Regions from separate parts of the Mus musculus genome. Here region 2 is linked to region 1. The links are chromatin contacts, called in public HiCAR-type maps. All regions are on one chromosome and are shown on one strand. Each heading gives the region's core, a stretch centred on a gene start, on an enhancer-like site or on the middle of the called end of the contact. The rest is flanking DNA. Distances are from core to core; before and after follow the strand shown.

Region 1 (6,284 bases), core at 1,200-3,699:
TTATATAACATCCCTCTACAACCCTGCCTTTCCTCTGGAACACCTAGTCATCGGAACCATCATTTTATTCTCTAAATCCTTATCTGTCCTATTTTCTCTTGTGGTTACAGCTCTTGGTGCTTGTCCTCGGTATGGTGGAAGAGCTTCTCATTTTATTCTATCTGTATTTTATTTGTTGGTGAATCAGGATAACACTGGCCTTGAACTCCTGATCCTCTTGCCCCAGCCTCCCATGTGCTGAGTGACTTAACCCATAGTCTTATTACAGGATCTGTGCATATTATCTTTTACTATTTTCTGGTAATACAGCTGTATCATCCTTGCCTCAGCCTCTCGTGACCACTGACCTGTTTCCTGGCAGAGTCTGAGCCTCTAACTCTCCAGTTCCCAACTGATGAGCACAGAGAGTACTAACCGTGCCCACTGTGTACTTGTCATCCTGGGGATCAGCGGGGTGATCAGCTGGGATCACTTGGCACAGACAGCCGGGGACACTGTAGTGTCCGCACTTGCAGCGTATTGTGGGACCTGGACAGGAGCAGCATGGTGGTGCTGTCCGAGGCCTTGCCTTTGCTCTGGCTTCACGCTGGCTACTCTGTGGCACACAACTGTGTAATCTGAAGTCTTGATGCTGGGATTCTAGGGGGATCTGCCATTGCTCACAGAGAGACATACATACACCTACACAAATGCATACATACAGGCACATACAAAAAGGACACACAGGCACACATATATACATAAACAAATAGACACAATCACACCCACACAGAGAGGCATATATATATATATACACAAATACATACAGTCAGACACACACACACACAGAAAGAGAGAGAGAGAGACATACACATCAGAGTTGGTGGCGGCAGGGTTTGTTGCCGTTCTGGACATTAGAGAGCATCTAGATTAAGCAAATCCTAAACTTGCCTCATAAAGTAACAATTGCCTTGAAGATCAGCAAATGTTTCCTGAGTTCTGAGTTAGAGACCCCCTCACTTACATGATCAGGAAATTGGAACATGGTTTCTCTACCTCAAGCGGCCCATCACTGGGTAACTAAATGGCTTTCCCCCTTCATTGTCACATGTCCTTCTGAATTCAAACAGAATAAATACCTAGAAAAGTGATGGAGAGAGGGAACTGCATTCTGGGAAGCGGGGTTTTTATGGCCCAGAAAAAAAACAATCCTTATAGCAGTGCATGATGGGAACTTAACATCCTCTGTTGATCCAGGTAAAAAGTAAATAGACATCAAATGAATCGCCGGGACCCCATGTGCTGTCTCTCCTCACGGAAAGCACGGCCCTGCTTCAGAAGTAGCAGCTATTTTCCAAATGACGATTCTGTGCCCATGTGACATAAACCACACAAGGTCAGGAAGCAAGATGTGGAGCTGGCCTAATGGTTTTTTTTTTGGTTCTTTTTCTGCAGCCTGGCGTAGAGCCTTGAGCCTTGAGCAGAGGTAGGCAACCACCTAGGGCTTACCCCTCCCCAGAGATGTGATGGAGCTTGGTGGAGATAACATGCTCTGGGTTACTTAGAAGGGAGTTTATCTCTCAGCTACAGACGTTTCCACGGAGGGTGTGGATCGTTCTGGTAAATTCTGGGGTGCATACACTTAACTATCAGAGTGGCACGTGAAGGAGGCTAGGAGTGTTCTCTCCAGTGGGAGATGTCTTGCAGTAGAATGCCTCTCGAGAGTTTAGGGTCTGCGTGAGGAGCTGGTCACTGCTTCAGCAGTGAGACCCCCAGAATGGAGGCAGAAGTGGAGAGTGACAAAAATCTCAAGGACACTTAAGAAACCAGAAGACTGGAGCTCTCCATCCCAGAGGCCAGAAGGGCGAATCATCGACATGAGAAGCTGCTGCCCTTCTCATCTCTGCAAGGATGAGCTGGACCAGAGATTCCAAAGGTTCCTGGCAGCCAAAGAAAATGATGAAGGACCTTGTGGTTTGGAGGGGGAGGGTGGTTTGTTTTTTAAAACCCGATTTAGTTAGACAGTTGCCTTTTACCTAACTCCTTTGTGGATAAATACATCGTCCAACCTCACTATCTTTATTAGATTCCAAGCCACTGACAAATTCTGGTCTGAATGCAATTCCTTTTTTACCTGGTCTGGGGCACCTGTACTGAGCTCTTCTGCAGACGTAAATCATCCCTAGGGGTTGGGGTTAGCAGGGGTGGCCACGGTTGCTAAGAGCTTGGGAGGCAACTTGCGCCAGGTGGGAGGGGAGGCATGATGGAGGCTTGCTCTTTTCTCTGCTAGGTTTAATCTTTCGCTGTGGGTTTGCTGGCTGTGCCCGTAATTAAATGAGGGAGGTGTTTGTCATCCTGGGTCCCTTTCAGCCGAGCTGAATGCAACACAACTTTCTCAGGAAGCTTCTGCCAAAACAGTGTTTGTGGCTGGAGCCAGGACATAGACAAAGACACCGGGCATGCGCACTGGGAACTGGGGGGCCACCTAGGGGCAGTGCCAGGCCGCCGCTGCCCTCGAGCCCCGGGCCAAGGCTGTTTGGAAACTAAGTGCTTCAATTTCAATGTCGTGAAGATTCGTGTGGTACAGAGTGGCTGCAAAGTGTCCCCGAGTTAATGAGGGAGAATGAATGCCTGGCACGCTGGTGCGTTCTGCTTGAGGCCAGGTTCCCACAGAGGCCTTTGGGGTACTGCGCACGTGTATTAAATCCGAGTCGGAAGCGGCCTGGGCTAGAGCCACCAGGGGAACCACATTCCTCCTGCCTGCTAATGGGGTTGCCTTTTTCTCAATAAGAAACACCCAACCATTCAACATATGCGTCTCACCTTCATAGCCGGTCCTCCCTACATTCCACCCAACCCTGTGGGAACTCAGAACAACTGGAAAGGGAGGCAGAAGAGGCACTGTTGTCTTTGTTTCCTCTGGGAGAAACTGGCTTGAGAACTGGACTGCATGAGAGAGTGGTAAGGCTGGGCGTTGCATTCGATGCTTTGATTCCTTGGTGTTATTGTACGAGGAAGGAGAAGGCACGCAGGAAGGACTGGGTGTGTGCGCATTCTCACTGAAAGTGCAGAGCAACCCGGGGAGGCAGCTGCGAGTGCCCACTGAAGTCTTTGCATGCGGAGACTGCGTTCACAGAGGTTACACACTGCTTCCCCGTGGTCACTCAGCAAGCAGAGCAGGGGGAGGGACTCCACAGTTCCCACAGTCCCTCCTCACAGACTGCCATGCTATGTCCGGCGACCTAAAATCTTTCCCAAATACATTCCCTTCTTCATGATTGTTGTGTGTTTGTGTGTGTGTGCACACATGCATGGGTCCTGTGGGAAGGCCAGAGGCCTCAAGTGTGTTTCCCGATTATTTTCTTCATTGTATGAGACAAGGCTTCTCACTGAACCTGGAGCTACTGACTCGGTGGGACTGGCTGGTGAGCAAGCCCCAAGGATCCAGCTGTCCCCCGCCACCCCTGACACTAGGGTCATAGACATGGGCTTGGCGTGGCTTTCATGTAGGCCCCGGGGATGGAACTTAGATCCTTATCCCATGTATGCCCAGCTCTTAACTGACCGGATCATCTCTCCACACTCTCTTCAGCCTCATTTCGATCTTCACCAATTTCACAGTCTAGGTGGAACTGACTCGGATCCTTTGGTTTTATAGTTGGCAAAACAGAAGCTCAGAGAGTTAACTTGACCTGGACACAGTCACATGCCACCAGGGGCGGGGCCGGGGCTCAGTAGTTTTGTTCTTAGAATGTGGTTCTTCCTCTTGCGTACCAGGATCCTTTGCAGGGAGGTCTCTGCATGGCCAGTGAGGACTCACTGGGCAGTTTAAAGAAGAGAATGCAATTTTCCTTAGAAAATGTGGCACGGCATCAATGCTTTGTGCATGTTTCAATTCAATGCTAAGAAACAAAAATTTTATACCTATTTTTTTTTTTCAGGAATTGAACCTAGGGCTTCATACATGTTAGGCAACTGCTCTACCACTGAGTTACCTCCTTAGCTCTCCATTGTTTTTTGTAAAGATTCTTTCTTTTTTTTGGTGATTTTTTGAGACAGGGTTTCTCTGTGTAGCCCTGGCTGTCCTGGAACTCACTTTGTAGACCAGGCTGGCCTCGAACTCAGAAATCCACTTGCCTCTGCCTCCCAAGTGCTGGGATTAAAGGTGTGCGCCACCACTGCCCGGCTTGTAAAGATTCTTAAGGGGCCCCATGGAAACCTCCAAACCACCCAGGCTGTTTCCAAGGTTACTGTTTCCTCTCTACAAACTGATGGTAAGGCCTTATTGCTGAAGACACCGCCTATAAAACTCACGACCACGGAAAGTCGAGCTGGTGCCTGCCTAAGCCTTCCCCCTACTGACTGGTGTCCATGATACTGGAAGGGACTCTGTAGTCTACAGAGGAGCAAGGTAAGCATTAACCCAGCCATGAGCTCTTCCATCTGCAATGGTGACCCGCGAGATCACTAGTATAACAGTGGCACACGGCTTGTAGGTGTGACCAACCAACATCTGACTAGGTTCAAGGCCCCTCCACGAGATGGAACTCATTCTTGACATTACTTGAGTGGCCAAGAACCTGAGACTAAGTAGACCAGGATCCTTAGGGGAAGCTAAAAATCATTGTTCTGTTAAAGGAATGCGGCAATAAAATGATTTCTAACAACATCCTGCTCTATCAGTCTCCTAGATCAATTTCTTATTCGGCCTTTATAAGAGACTCATACTAGGTAATACCCAGGGCCATACAACGTAGCGAGAGTGAGAGACCTTGGAGACTCTGTTCTAGAGGGGATGCCTCCATCAAGTCTCTCCCCCCAGGGCTCAGGGGACCCTGTGGAAAGGAAAGAGAAGTATTTAAAGTCAGAGGAGATGGAAGACACAAAGGAAACAAGGCCTTCCCAACACAGTAAGACCAAGGCACATTTGAACTTGCAGACACGGAGGTGGCATGCACAGGGTCTGCACAGGTCTAGGCCCGATGTGATCCCAGTGCTAAGGGGGAACTGGACACAAGCCCCATCCCTAACCTAGGAGCTATCTCCAGTTGATAACTGCCCACAAAGGAAACCTTAGTTTTCTCTAATGGAGTCTCACTAGGAATGGAAACTATTCGAGACAGGGTTTCTCTGTGTAGCCCTGGCTGTCCTGGAACTCATTCTGTAGACCAGGCTGGCCTCGAACTCAGAAATCCACCTGCCTCTGTCTCCCAAGTCTGGGATTAAAGGTCTATGCCACCATTGCGTGGCTGCATGTAGACTAATCTTACAGACAGTCACTGTGCCCAACAGTAGATAGCAAACACAATATGATGTCATTGTCTCAGAATGCTTTGTCTGGGCATTTTATTTTGTTTATTTGTTTATTTGTTTATTTATTTATTTGTTTAATTGAACCTTACAGAGCCTTTTCTTTTGTTAGTTTGTTTCATTCTATTCTCAATTGTTTGTTTGTGTGTGTGTGTGTGTGTGTGTGTGTGTGTGTGTGTGTGTGTGTGGTGTATGCTTGCATTCAAACGAAAAAAGAGAGAAAGAAAAGGCATGGATTTGGGTGAGAAAAGAATGGAGAGGAGTTAAAGGTGGAGAAATTGTAATCAGAATATATTGTACACATACATGTATTATGTATATGTATTTGTTTGTTTGTTTGTTTGTTTATTGAGACAGGAGAGCAGGCTGGCCTCTAGCTCACAGAGATCCACATGCCTCCCGAGTGCTGGAATTAAAGGCATCTGGCACTATTCCCAAACATTATAAGTACTCTAAAATTTTTTTCCTGTTGGACTGGGAGCTATCCCTGTGGGTAAACTGCCTGCTGTGCCACTGTGAGGACCCGGGGTTTGGGTCCTCAGGAAGGATGTGACACACAGCAGTAACCAGGATGCTGGGTGGGAGAGACTGGAGAATCCCCGGAGCTAACTGCCCAGACAGTCTAGCCAATCGGTGAGTCGCAGGCTCAGAGAGAGATCCTATCCCAAAAAACAAGGCAGAGAGAGGCTGAGGATGATGCCCAATATCAACCTCTGTCCTCTGTAGGACCAGCACATAGATACATGCAGACACACACACACTTTACTGTCAAATAGAAGCTATATTCCTGAGTGTGTGATATTTCAATGTATAATAGTAGGACCAATTGCCTGTCCCCTGCTTTAAGAAATAGTTCTAATTTATTTATAGACAGTAAATAGCAAAGCCGTTTACTTCTCGCCCTTTAGGAGCTGTCCTGCTCTGTGACATGCTGAGATTCTTAAAATTTCCCTCCCTTTCTCCCACTTTTTACCTTTGTTTTATGTAAATAAGAT
Region 2 (5,571 bases), core at 1,587-4,086, 180 kb after region 1:
CCCCTATCCCAGAAACCTGGACATCCATGTAGCCTGACCACAGACTGTGCATGCAAGCTCACTCTAACCACTGACTCTGTTGATCCTTGGTGACCTGAAGGCTACTGAGAGACCTGCTCTCCTCTCTAAGCACTGTCCTTCATCCTAGCCTGAGCATATTGGAAGCACTCATAAGGAACAAAGGCTGCAATGGACGGGATGGTGGCCCTCAGAAGACAGGTTAGTGTCCTCATCTCTAGAACCCGTAAATGCTGTCAAGTGCCACCATCTCAGAGATACTTATCAATGGTGCGCCTGTGCTAAGAACTTAAGGGGACAGAAACATGGCACTGGAAAGACAGCTCAGAGGTTAGAAGCATCAGCTGCTCCTTCAGGGGACCCAGGTTTGATTCCTAACACCCACATGGTGGCTCACAATGATCTGCAATTCCAGTTCCAAAGGATCTGATGTTCTCTTCTGGCCTCTGCAAACACTGTACACACATGCAGTAAAATACTCAAAAAAAAAAATATACTAAAACTAAAATCTTTAAAAAAAAAAAAAAAGGAATGAAGGAGAAAAGGAAGGAAGAAGGAAGGAAGAAAGGAAGAAGGAAGGAAGAGCAGAACAGAACAAGAAACTTGCCTGGGTCACCTATGTGCTCCCTGAGTATAGTCTCAGGCTGCCTTGGGACACGGGCAATTCTGACGAGAGAGGCTGAGTGACCACAGAGGCAGGGGCTGAAGGGATGCAGCCACAAGCCAGTGTATGTCAAGAAGAGTCCACAGGAGTGTTGTGTCCTTGGGAGAGAATCTCCTGTCTCTCCCATGAGCCTCAGCGGGGGCACAGCCCTAGCCACACTTGCCTCAGCACACACAGTACTGTAAGGAAGGATCCAGTCTGAGGTGAGCAGAGCGCGAGGCCTCACCCCTATGCTCTCCCTCCAATGGGTGACCCCAGAAGCCTTCTTGGTGGCCTCCTGGCTCCTGGAACACACATTTGTCTTCTGGGTGCTCAGATACCTCTTGTAGGCGCCGTGCCTGCTGCTCTAGGCTCCATGGAGGAAGGGGTCAGGAATGCTTGCTGAGGGAACGAATCCCGAGCACTGACATCCGGGAACTTGGGGTTAGTCACATTTTCAAAAAAGGCAGCCAGGGGAAGAAATCAAGGGACGCTCTGCCTATCGGACAGTCCTACCTCACCTCACTCAACGCACCAGGATCCCTGTCTCACTAGGACCTGAGAGTGCCCAGCCCTGGGACAGCCTTGCCTCATGAACACAGCAGAAATCCAGGTGTCTGCTGCCACTCAGCCACCAAAGCAGCAAGACCTGTTCTGAGACCTCGTCTACAACTTACTCACTTACTGCAAGCACACTGTAGACCGTCTACACACCCAAAGACACCTGGCCTGCTGACAGGGACTAAGCTGGGCAGCTCAGAAACCGGCAGATGGCTCCAGATGAGAGATTTTACTGAGGTCAAAGGGACAGGTGTGTCCTCCCACAAAAGCACCAGGAGTGCACACAGCGGCCCCCTAGTGTGTGTTCTTGGTCACAGCCCTGAGCAACATTATATAGTTGATTAGAGTCCAAGAACCCCATTTCTCACCCTCCCCCACCAGGCCAATGATTGTCAGTACGTCATTCCGCAGGTCACTTCTTCCGCTGGGTTCCACTTCCCTCACCAGCTGAAGGAGAGGTGACAGAGCTTGAGTACATGCTCACACCGTGCTCCCCAGGGAGAAGCCAGAGGTCCCTGCCCCCACACCCATCCCTGCAACACTTTAAACCTTCCACATGCTGTGACCCTGGGTCCTAGTGTCTGAGGTCCCTCTGCTAGCCACACACCCAGATCTCTGTGAGCAGTATCACGGTCCAGCAACCGGGCGACTTACACCGTCTGTGCCCACACAGCCCACGGGGTGGGCCCTGCTGGCTCTTGGGGGTAGTGCAGTCTTCGTGGGGTCTGCCTTCCCGTTGTGACATGTGTGGGACCTGTCAGAGCTCCACAGCTCAAAGCTGGACGGGGGCAGGAAGGGTGGGATGACGGCCTTTAGCTTGTCACTGGGGAGCCGGGGGAAGGGCGCTCCGTTTCGCAGCTGAAAAAGATGAGCCAGGATTAGATGGGCCCTGGAAGCTCCCTCTCTGGGGAAGGAGCCGGGCTCCCTGCACCATAGATGACAGAGCCTCTGCACACTTCTCCACTGGCAACGGGAGCCCAGACAGCATTGCAGGCTCTCCTTCCAGTAACCCAGGGCACTGTGGCAAGAGGAGGGTATGGACAGGAGACAGCAAACCAGAGACTAAGAGATGCTAAAGTAGCATACAAAGGGGATGGGGCAAAGAACATTCCAGACATAGGATGGGCAGAATATAGGCATGCCTAGAGCCAGGGATACAGCAGGAGGTGCAGAGACACAAAGCCAGCATGTGCCATGCTGGGATAAGCATAAGGGGCAGAAGCTGGGGGCTGCAAGCCCAACCACACTCCCTTCACGCCCACCATGCCCTGGCCATGGCTCCACTGTGGACATTTCTTCAACTGTGACATAATTTTACTCTGTGAACCTACACTGGGGTCAGTATACAATCCACACCGCACTGACTGTTGGATGTCTGCAGCAGCATTCCAATGTCCACGTTTATTTTAATTAAGGGAAGGCTGAACATGGTGCCAGATGGTCCTCCACAGGGACAGACATCCCACGGTTAACCCTGCCCCGGGGGTGGGCAGGCGAGCAGGAGGGCAGCTTTGCACCAGTAGCTGCAAACATCCACCCTGGGGCCAACAGCACCATGGGCCCGCAGCTATCCATCCACCATGAGCCACCGAGTGAGCCCACTGGTGTCCTCTGCTGCACACAAGCAGTAGGACAGAAGAGTGCCAAGGCTGGCAGCAAGCCTCCCAGGCTTCTTTTCACAGGCTAAGCTGTTTCTCCGCCAGTCTGTAAATGGGCATCATCCTCTCTGGAATGGACAGGCTTCCCCTATCTGACAAAAGCTGGGCTAGATACTCAGGGCAGCCAGCCCACCACAGACGGGCACTTCTACGGCACTTCTGGAAGCAACGACTTTCACATTCTTTGCCTGAGGGGTGTCAGGAAGCCGAGGAGACTGCAGTATAAGGATGTTCACAGAGCTGTTAAAATTGCAAAGAGCTACAGAAGCCCCTCCCTAACTCCCAGGGGTCTGTCTTGGGTGAAGTCACTCTGATGGAATGTCCTGTCACACGGCTATTAAACATGATGTGGCTAAACAAGGTTTTAATGACATGGAAAAGATTATGGGAAATTGTTAATAAATCAGTTCCAAGACACTGAGGGGAAATGGTAATACCACTGGTCGTGCGCAGCTCTGGGGAGGTTGGGTGAGAATGTGCACAGAGCTGAACACTTAGGAAGTGCTGAGGTGTTTGCTGGTCTTAGTATAACCTGATTCCACAATCCTAGATACTAAAAATGCTTAGAAAAAAAACCACAAAGGATGAAAACTAAAAATGCCACCGTGACTCACTCTGGATGTGTGATCTTAATCATCTTGGGAGACCCTAACTACACCCAACGGACAGGCAAAGTGTGGACAAAGGCAGAGACCACTTGCTTGGCAGCTCGGTACCTAACTACCCTGCCTAGGCTTGGTAGGCAAGTTGCTCCGGCTTGCCTGTCCTTGACAATACTGCCCTCTGCTGGCCAGAATTAGCATCTCAGTGCCAAGGTGCTCTAACCAGGAGAGTCTTGGTACCAGAGAACATCAAGCCCAGAGAGGTGAGGTAACAGTCAAGATCAGACAGCACTAGGCTGAAGGCCTCCCGGGAGACAATCTCCTTTCAAAACTACCGCTGGGATGATAACCACCCCTTAGTTAGAGGCAGCTTTTCTACCAGGATCTACCTTCCACATCTCTTTAGCAATGACATTCCTGTTGTTTAATAGGAACCTGGTCACCTGGACAGATTTCAGGGGCCAGTCTGCACAGTGTGCTGTGGCCACGTGACTCGACTGGAAGCCTTCTGCCCTGAGCAGAAGTGACATGGGGATCCCCTCCCTCTTCCTCACTACACAAACTGAATGGTTTTCCTTCACGTGACATTCAGTGTCACCCCAGAGCCTCAGCCACAGAACCAAGAGATCATAGACGGGAACTTCTAGAACATATGCTAAAAACAACCAAAATGAAAAAAACACAAAAACCAAAATGAAAAAAAAAAACAAAAAACAAAAACCTTCCTTTTAAGTTTTACTCAAAATGCTCTGACTAAGCATTGGAAAGTCTAACACAGGACGTAACGGCCAGAGCTATGGAAGCCCTCTTGGACTATGAGGTAATCTTGATCAATAGAAACCTGAGAATAGACGAACTGAGGTCCCCAACGCTGTGGAGTAAGCTGCTGTCTCATTTGTGTCACTATGACCTCAGGGGCTTCTAATACTCTTAGCTTACCCTAATTCTAAGCTTACAGGTCAGGAAACTGAGGCCCTTCTAGACTAGAAACACCCCTTCCTCAGCTCCCCCACTTAACCAGAATGGTGAGTCTTCCTGCTAATGCTGGTTGCCTGTCAATTTCTCCCATCTGGTCCCTACCACATGGCCAGGACTTGGATGTAGCCGCTAAGGTCTGGGGACCTGGGAAACACTGGAATGGTGTTTCCCTAGCATGGTGCACACATGAGGCCCAGATACTGTATGACTTGGCATGATGGATCCCCTTCATCCCAGCACTTGGTTGACAGAAGCAGGAGGACTAGATGTTAAGTTACCCTTGGCTACACAGCAACTGTGGGGCCACCTTGGGTTGTGTGAGACCCCAAGTCTTCACAAGGCTTCATTCGCAGTTCAAGGCTGGCATCTGCTCTGATCCATGGAAGCCAGTGCTCCACTGGATGGTACCCATCTGACCATCCCTCTACCTGTGGCTACCATGGAGGCAAACACTCACACCCTTCCTCCTCAGAATCAAGCTGCCACGGACCGGCAGTCATGTTGAGTGTGACAGACTGGGCATTAGTAACCAGTACAGAAACCTCTGTTCTGCTGAGGGTCCACGGGCCGGGCACAGCCTCTCTTGCCTCTCATGCTTTTAGGCACCCACTCACCATGGTTGTCAGTAACACATCTCCCTTCTCTCTTCTTGGGTTCCCAGGACCTGCAGAACAAACAAAAGCTTCCTGAAATGGCCTCCCTGTGACCACCGCCTGCAGAGTGGTGCCGGGGCCCCCACATCCTGGAAATTCAGCTCTCCTGGGGACGTAAATATTTAATAACAATTGGTGTTCAATATACTGACAGATGGAAGACATTTAAAGTCCTCTCAGAGTACGTTTCCAGCCTCTGCCTTGCTGGGTCAGATAGTAGTAGCATGCCCACTCAATAGTCTGTCTCTAACAGTAGTACCAAAGGGGTCGATCCAGGATGGGAATCTGACTGCTGGAGGGATCTTATCAAATCTGTTTTCCTTCCAATCTGGAAATCCTTCAGCAACCTGGCAAGGTCCTTCGGTCAGCTAAATGCCCCCAGTGGTGTGAGGCTCACCACCTTACTGTGTGAACTCCCTGTGTTTCAAAACCCTTTCAGTACCACAAGTCAATCACGC

What was found. HiCAR-type assays count read pairs that join an accessible place to other places.
Region 2: a contact with region 1 is called in a HiCAR-type map of astrocytes, with 2.4 times the contacts expected there. The contact joins two enhancer-like sites. A contact is called at or near these places in 1 of 15 datasets of contacts at CTCF or cohesin (large pre-B cells), 14 of 484 Hi-C or Micro-C datasets (the CH12 cell line, ECoMG myeloid progenitors, the G1E-ER4 cell line and 7 more), 3 of 115 datasets of contacts at active chromatin or transcription factors (T-cell acute lymphoblastic leukemia, astrocytes and embryonic stem cells) and 4 of 9 other capture datasets (adipose tissue, embryonic stem cells, liver and 1 more).

What each region holds. Positions count from the first base shown.
Region 1 is chr4:46,852,657-46,858,940 of GRCm38.p6, forward strand. The region is part of intron 2 of Gabbr2 (gamma-aminobutyric acid (GABA) B receptor, 2); the gene reads right to left. It overlaps Gm32208 (a long non-coding RNA gene), which reads left to right. Exons shown (of 4, transcript XR_390546.4): 1 at 1-6,284. Among named protein-coding and RNA genes, the nearest start is that of Gm32208, 6.1 kb to the left of the region's middle. Within about 2 kb of position 2,450, at least 47 of the 459 cell types and tissues checked have an H3K27ac peak or open chromatin away from gene starts, as enhancers often do. A contact at or near this core is called in astrocytes, where this site is marked.
Region 2 is chr4:47,033,840-47,039,410 of GRCm38.p6, forward strand. It overlaps Anks6 (ankyrin repeat and sterile alpha motif domain containing 6), which reads right to left. Exons shown (of 16, transcript NM_001356426.1): 8 at 5,075-5,124; 9 at 1,877-2,080. Among named protein-coding and RNA genes, the nearest start is that of Anks6, 21 kb to the right of the region's middle. Within about 2 kb of position 2,837, at least 39 of the 459 cell types and tissues checked have an H3K27ac peak or open chromatin away from gene starts, as enhancers often do. A contact at or near this core is called in astrocytes, where this site is marked.